Linked DNA regions of Zea mays: region 2 is linked to region 1. A link is a contact called in public Hi-C data. All regions are on one chromosome and are shown on one strand. Each heading gives the region's core, a stretch centred on a gene start, on an enhancer-like site or on the middle of the called end of the contact. The rest is flanking DNA. Distances are from core to core; before and after follow the strand shown. Region 1 holds the start of LOC732814 (DNA mismatch repair protein). Region 2 overlaps LOC103642826 (CLIP-associated protein).

Region 1 (3,828 bases), core at 122-2,621:
TAATCCATACTTAGCTTCATTAAAACCGCCACTCATTTTTTCTTTTTCTTTGCCTCTGGCTCAGGCCAATGGGACCTAGGACCATACAACCACTCTATGAAACTACACTTACGCCCACCGTATGGCCGTAGGGGAATAAATTAGTAAATTTGTGAAAAAATAACAAAATTTTGGACATTTGTTATGCACTCACATAATTACTGTTGGGACACACGAAGTACTTCACAGTGTCCTTACATAAGACAACACGATCTCCGCAATCACACCGAGGCGGAGACTTCAGTCGTCTTTCTGCGACTAAGTTCTTCTTCTCATCCGTCATTGGTGTCGTGTCGGGGGAGGAGGCACCCAACGCTTAAAACACTGTATATTCCTTCTGGACAACCAATTAGCGAAAAGGAGATATCGATGGTCAAATTTATGAGGACCGTCGATCCATTGGAAAACACATCAAGTGATCCTACAGAAATGGAATGAAGCATTAGTACACATGTAGTAAACATCAATAACACACAAGTCATAAGCTACATATGTTAAAAACGCCACAAGTGTAGAAGCAGCGAGCAGCCGTGTCTAGATATTTGAATTGACATACCCAAGGCGGTCTGCCACAGTCACAATTAGGTACAGGAAGATCAGGAGGAACATGAGCATCCTTACTAGATACATCCAGATACAACTCCCGAGGACGATCTCTCTTCTGCCACAACGACTCCTAATACATGTCTTTTCATCTAACAAACGATTATATATTAACACAACTATATAGAAATAACAGAAATGATTTTAACTTATAAATACATGTATTTCATAAATTATCTAACAAACTGTAGTCATTATATGAACCATATATCATAGGATTCATAACTAATAGCAATATGAGCAACAATCAAAACTAATTAATCGAAAACATACAACGCAATATACGTAACAAATGAATCAGTGAGACACTATACCTTGGTCTTCAAAGTTTTCCAACTCGAATACGAAGATTGGAGCACCTCTGGGTGGTATGGAAGAAGATACAAATGGTTGGGTGCAGCTCTCGGCTAGGAAACAACCGATTTATAGGCCTTCCTAGCTCGGCGCCACAGATCCATGGCGCCGAGCTAGTGCCATGTCGGTGCTGCATCAGCCCTCGACGCTAGCGGCCTTGTGTTACCTTGGTGCTACAACTTATGATATTGAGCAACGAGTCCAAATGCAGAAATAAGTTATCTAGGGGTCTAAACATTAAACACGATTTTTTTCTTAAAAAGGACCAACATAAAAAAAACTCGGGCTGGCGGCCTGCCAGCGCCCGGGGACCGTGAGCCCGTGACCCCAGCGGGCCCAACCAGTCAAAACCGCAAGAGAGAGTCGTGAGGCGTGCGCACTACCCCGAGAAACGTGCGACGGGAACCTCCGCGGTTCCCCAAGTTCGCCTCCTTCACTACTCTCGCGCCCCGGCACGCCTGAAAAACCCCACCCCTCCTGCCGCTCCGCCTCTCCCATCACTTCCCACGCCCCTCGCCGCCTCCCATTCCAGCGTGGACACGACGCCACTCGCCAGCACGGAGACGCGCGCCTCGAAGCACTACTGCACTAGCCAGCCGTCGTTCTTCCGCGCCGGCGCCATGCACCGGGTGCTCGTGAGCTCGCTTGTGGCCGCCACGCCGCGATGGCTGCCCCTCGCCGACTCCATCCTCCGGCGCCGCCGGCCGCGCTGCTCCCCTCTTCCCGTGCTGTGAGCTTCGCTGTCTCCATATGGCCCTATCTCTGGGGCATTGGGTTTGGGTGTGATTGAGCCTCGTTTTTTCTCTCTCCTGCGAATCGTTAAAAGAATGTCATTCCACTGGACACCGATAACCAACTTGGTTACTGCCTGAAACTCGGACTAAACATGTACAATTACTAGCTACAAAATACCGAGGAGAGTAGCTGGGTCCGCGTTTGGATCATTGGCATAAAATTTGAATTTATTTATATTGATACTTGTAGAAGGAACAAGCAATTCAGTTTGGTATGTCACAGATGTGTAATGTGACTTGATTGGTGGCAAATTGTTAGCCCATGTAACTGAAGTCCCTTCCACTGAATAATGAAGCGATTACATACTTTTCACTAATTTGGATTTAGTATCGCACCATTTTGACCCATTTACATTGCCTTGTAATCTTGATGATCCTTTGCTCCAGGATGTTCGATCGGAGGGCTTGGTCCAAGCCAAGGAAGGTCTCACGAGGCATTTCAGTGGCGTCCAGGAAAGCTAACAAACAGGGAGAATACTGTGATGAAAGTATGCTGTCGCATATCATGTGGTGGAAAGAGGTCGTTGCAAACAGCTGATATCTCTACCCCATGCACCAAGGCTGTTTCTTCTGTTATTTATTGATCCTATACTATCTGATGTTTCAGAAAATGGAGAGGTGCAGAAAACCATCATCCATACAATTGACTCAGAGGCTTGTGTATTCAAATATATTAGGGTTGGATCCGAATTTAAGAAACGGAAGGTGTGGTATATGCTTTATGCGTGGCTGACATAATTATGCTCTTTTTTCTTTCTATCTTGAAAGGTTCACATGATGTTATCACTGACATAATACTGCACTATTTGTTCAGCTTGAAAGATGGAACCCTGAACATGGAGATTTTGGTATTTAAATCAAAATTTCCTCGTGAGGTTCTACTTTGCAGAGTATGTTCTGATGTAGCGTTCCATTAAGTTGTATGTTTTTTATGATTCTCTGATAAAAATTCAGTATCACATAGACTTTTAGTGGAAGGGGAAATGGAATCTTAATGCTGTCATACCCGACATACCTTGTCATAACCATCTCATCTATGTGTGCTACCTATATCAGGGATCTGGGTGACATGTGATACCGTGCTATATGCACTTTGCTAGGTATTTGCCATCTTACATGTGGTGCAACTCGTGGTGCATAGACTAATTTTATCTGTTTCACCAATTCACCTCACAGCTCTCAATATAATTAGACTCACTCTCAGCATTTTATCAGAATAACATCCAGAAGTATTATATTGCTCCCTGTTGTTAATTTTTTCTCTCCGATCCAAGACATGAAATTTATTTAAATAGTTTGACCTTTTGTCAACTTCATTAATGTTCTGAATTGTTTTTATAATATTGGAATGGAAATAATAACAATTTATTTTATTTGATGATTTTGTTACTCAGGTAGGAGATTTCTATGAAGCTATCGGTTTTGATGCCTGTATTCTCGTAGAGCATGCAGGCTTAAATCCTTTTGGAGGTTTGCGTTCCGACAGTATTCCTAAAGCTGGGTGTCCAGTCGTGGTATGGTTTAATATAGCATTTTTCTGCTCTGTAATTTTGATTTGTTACCAAAGTTCTTAGAGCCAACATATCAGTATTTGTAGTAGTATCATGAAGCAAATGAAGACTTTCACTTGCAGAATTTACGGCAGACATTGGATGATTTGACTCGATGTGGTTATTCCGTGGTAAGATTTAAAGTCATTTCCCATTTCTCGGCACAATGCATTCATTGATACTCATTGTTTGCTGTAACATATGAATGCAAATGTCTCTGTAAATTTTAAAATTACGAAAATAACTGTTCCAACAACCCAAAAGTGCTCTGCAACTGTAGGAGCTAAGGTAAGCCTTTCTGGAGTTGTATGACAAACTTATTTGGGTTTTATACATCAGTTAGGATCCAATCACTCATTCACTTGATTGTCTTGGCCTTTTTTCACTCATTGCATCCTATGTTTTCTGGTCGCTCGACCAGCTAGTCGAACTGGGGGAACGACCATGCGACTAATCTCGATTAGTCGTCGACTAGGTCGACTAATCGA
Region 2 (3,785 bases), core at 339-2,838, 87 kb before region 1:
CTCCACGTACTTTGTGCGCTGATGTTGCACGAGATTGCTGGAAAGGTAAACGGCGCTGACGTTGTCGCGGTAGACGAGGGTGGCGCGCTGAAGGGGGTTGTGGAGCTCGTGGAGTAGCTGGCGCATCCAGGAGGCCTTCGCCACGTGGCCACATCGCGGTTCTCGGCCTCTGCGCTGGAGCTGGAGACGACGGGTTGCCGCTTGGCGGCCTAGGAAACAAGGTTGGCGCCCAGGAACACGACATAGCCGGAAGTGGACTGGTACGTGTCGGGACAGCCGATCCTATCAGCGTCGGTGTAGACCACAAGCTCCGACATCGAGGATGGTCGGAGTAGGAGTCTGTAGTCGAGGGAGCCACAGAGGTAGCAGGATCCGCTTGAGAGCGGTGAGATGGGGCTCCTGTGGGGTGTGCATATGCAGGCACACCTTTAGGACGGTGTAGGCAATGTCAGGTCGGAAGAGACCAGGGAGTCGTGGTGGGGGTCCTTGGAGGCGGGAGCTGAGGCGGAGCCTAGGTCGACGGGGGAGGTATGTCGTAGGCAGGCGGTGGAGGTGCGCTGTAGGAGGCGCGATCAAGAGAGTCGGTGCCGGAAGACTGGAGGCACTTGGGGCCTGACTCGACCACATGGAGATGGTTCTGGTAGAACGACGGCCAGCCCTGGACACCACCCAGGCCGGTGGAACCTCCGCGGGTGGAGCTGCCACCCCCGTGTCCGCCCTTGCGGGGGCGACGACCTCCGTCGGCGGTGCAGCCGGACGAGTGGCCACAAGTGCCGCAGTAGGAGGGCGAGCGGGGGCCCCGGTCGAGGAAGTGCGAGGGGCCTACCCCCCGGAAGACGCCTGACCGCCAGGAGGAGCGTTGTAGAGTGTCGGGGCCGGAGTGGGTGCCTCAATCGCCATGGTGAGCTCTTCAAGGAGAAGCTCGTTTTGCACGACATTGGAAGGTGGGAAAGGGCACAGTTCTCTTGATGCGAGCCTTCAGGTGGCCGTAGCGGGGGCTGTGAGGCCACGCAGGAGATTCATCACCAAGGTACGGTCGGTCATCGGCTCGCCGAGGTCGCGGAGGGAGTCCGCTAGGCCCTTCATCTGGTGGCAGTACTCCCCCACGGAAAGGCCCCCTGAGAGAACTGGTGGAACTGGGCGTCGAGGTGAAGGGCCCGAGCGTCCCGGTTCCCGAGGATCTATTCCTCGAGGGCGAGCCACGCCTGACGGTCCATGTCCGCCTGGCCGAGGATGATGTCTTGGAGCTCGACAGTTATGGTGTCGTGGAGCCACGAGAGCACCACGTTGTCCATCAGGTACCAGGATGGAGACGGTGGGGCGGCGGGTGAGGAGGACCTGTCCCCGGCAGCGAGGGTAGTGGGAGGACGACGGGTCCCGCACGATGGACACGAGAGACCGGATGTTGTGGAGTCCGACGGCTTGTGCGTGGAGGGCGGCGATGTGGTCGGCGTCGAGTCCAGAGGTGAGGGGGGGGGGACTCGGGAGTGGGTGAAGGAGTCTCATGGATGACTGGAGGAGGGCCGAGGATGATGCGTTGTGCGGTGGCCATCCGGGCGGTCAGGGCGGCGCCCATGGCACGCTCTTGCTCCAAGGCAAGGGACGCGGTGCGCCCGCGCTCTTGCGAGGCGGCGAGGACAACCTGGATGATGGTGATGGCGGCGACCGGAGCGGAGTCGGTGGACGGCGTGACGACGCGTGGTGGGGCCCAAGTGGTGTCGGCAACAGGCAGGCGAGGAGCGGTGAAGCCGGGGGGCGGCTGCCTGGAGAAGCCGGTCGGGGAGAGGGTCCTGGGGGGCCGTGGTGGCACTGAGGACACTCGTGGAGGCCGGGTAGACGTGGAAGCCGAGGCCGTCGTAGAGGCTGCTGGGGAGAAGGCCAGCCGCGGCGGTAGCAGCGGTGGCACCGGGCGCGGTGGGGCCGGCTTTGCGTGCGCCGGCAGCGGTGCCGGTGCCGACCACAGAGGTAGCGGCGGTTGCGCCGTGTAGGAGGGGTCGGCCGCGCTGGAGACTGTCACGCCCGGGGGGAGGGAGGCGACAGAGGCGACGGTGCTGAGGGCCGCAGCCTCGGTGGTGTAGGTGTCGACGGCGCCAGGGGCCCGGAGGGCAGCGGCGGCAGCGCTGAGTGGGTCCATGGGGGGAGGAAGGGAGGGCCGGCGGCAGCCGGCTGGAGAGGGAGAGGCGGCAGCGGCCAGAAGGGGGGGCAGCAGGGGGGAGGTGGGGCGGCGGCTGGGTGGGAGGAAAGAAACTAGGCTCTATACTATGTGGGAAACCCTAACCCTGGAATAGGGTTGAGAGTTGTATTAATGGACTTGAGGTATCTGGACTAGGCCCATTAGAAAGGGGTGAGAGGGTAGTTACACGGGGAGAACCCCAAACCCTAAACGGGTATTCTAACAGTTCATGTGGTTATTGTTGCTTGCTGCAGTCTCTTCATCTTAGCAGTTTCTCCCATTGCTGTGGTACTAGAACTTCACTGAACCTTGCTCACTTTTGGACCTCGTAGGAGGTTTGCAGTTCCCTGCCAGTTTCCATTGGACCTTACCATACGCTGCATGACCTAGGTCGATTACTACTGATAGTTTTGAACTATAGAAACTAAAGTGCCTCGTCTTGAAAGAATTTTGCTCCCTCCCTCTCATATTATGTTGTTTTCTTTTCTTTTTCACTTTTTTTAGTGAGCTTTCTGTTTTATGATGACTACTGAAGGTGCACATCATGTAGATCAAGTATAAAGTAATCTAGATGTGGATTCCAATCATTATTTGCTTTCTGATGCTGGCCTTTCAATCTTGCAACAGTATTTCAATCAAATCTTAACGGTTGTGCTTGAGGTATTAGACGACTCTGATTCATCCATGCGGGAGCTTGCTTTATCTTTGATTGCTGAGATGCTCAACAATCAGGTCTGAGTTTTCTACTTTTTTTGAACATGAACAATATTAGGTAGTTGGTCTACTCTCCTTTTTTACATTACAAATATATTTCTCCCAGAAAGATGCAATTGAAGACTCTACGGAGATCGTTCTTGAAAAACTTCTGCATGTGACCAAAGATGCAGTGGCCAAGGTATTGCCTTCATTTTACCCATTGTAATTCGCATACTTGATTGTTTGTGCTAAAATTTCTTTGTTGCTGTGCAGATTTCAAATGAAGCAAACCAATGTTTAAATGTTCTATTGGCAAAATACGACCCTTTCAGATGTCTTGATGTATGTACAAAATTTTATTCTTATGTATTATTGTTGCTTCCCTTTCTATTCAGTCCAGTTTACTATACTTCTATGTTAAAGATCTTTTGGTTCTAATGCAGGTTATTGTACCTCTATTGGTCAGTGATGATGAGAAGATACTTGTTGTGTGTATCAACTGTTTGACAAAGGTATCTCATATTTGCAGTTGGTATTGCTGTCTGATCATTTCTCACTAAGGTGCTGTTTGGTTCAGAAATTGTAACGTAAATGGTAACAGTAATGATTCACACTCAAATGACAACGGTAATAACTTTAAATAGGCTGGTATCAATTTTTATTGTGGTATCTGATTATGCATGGATTTAAACAAACATGGTTTAACATTATCTGTTACCCATCATGTTACAATTATGTGAAACAAACAACACCTAATTTGAATCACATAACATAGACTTTATAATGATTTAACAAAGGAAGTGCCTATGTCTGTTACAGTTTTGATTCAGTGTAGAGAGCATCATGTGATAATGTATCAATCCCAATTCTAAATTTGAGGTCATAATATTGTTTTGCTTTAAAAGGATTTGACACT

What was found. A called contact is a pair of places that touch in the nucleus more often than the background predicts.
Region 2: a contact with region 1 is called in a Hi-C map of tassel, with 2.2 times the contacts expected there. The contact joins the enhancer-like site here to the promoter of LOC732814 in region 1. A contact is called at or near these places in 5 of 25 Hi-C or Micro-C datasets (ear, endosperm, leaf and 1 more).

The regions. Positions count from the first base shown.
Region 1 is chr10:131,827,254-131,831,081 of Zm-B73-REFERENCE-NAM-5.0, reverse strand. LOC732814 (DNA mismatch repair protein) reads left to right here and starts at 1,371. Exons shown (of 22, transcript NM_001112428.1): 1 at 1,371-1,726; 2 at 2,178-2,310; 3 at 2,398-2,495; 4 at 2,605-2,680; 5 at 3,185-3,304; 6 at 3,424-3,471. The coding sequence starts at 1,617. LOC103641830 (a long non-coding RNA gene) reads right to left here. Exons shown (of 3, transcript XR_560521.3): 3 at 3,482-3,828.
Region 2 is chr10:131,914,979-131,918,763 of Zm-B73-REFERENCE-NAM-5.0, reverse strand. It overlaps LOC103642826 (CLIP-associated protein), which reads left to right. Exons shown (of 21, transcript XM_020545733.3): 16 at 2,801-2,905; 17 at 2,994-3,068; 18 at 3,143-3,211; 19 at 3,313-3,381. Among protein-coding and RNA genes, the nearest start is that of LOC103642826, 12 kb to the left of the region's middle. Within about 2 kb of position 1,588, at least 3 of the 20 cell types and tissues checked have an H3K27ac peak or open chromatin away from gene starts, as enhancers often do. A contact at or near this core is called in endosperm and tassel, where this site is marked.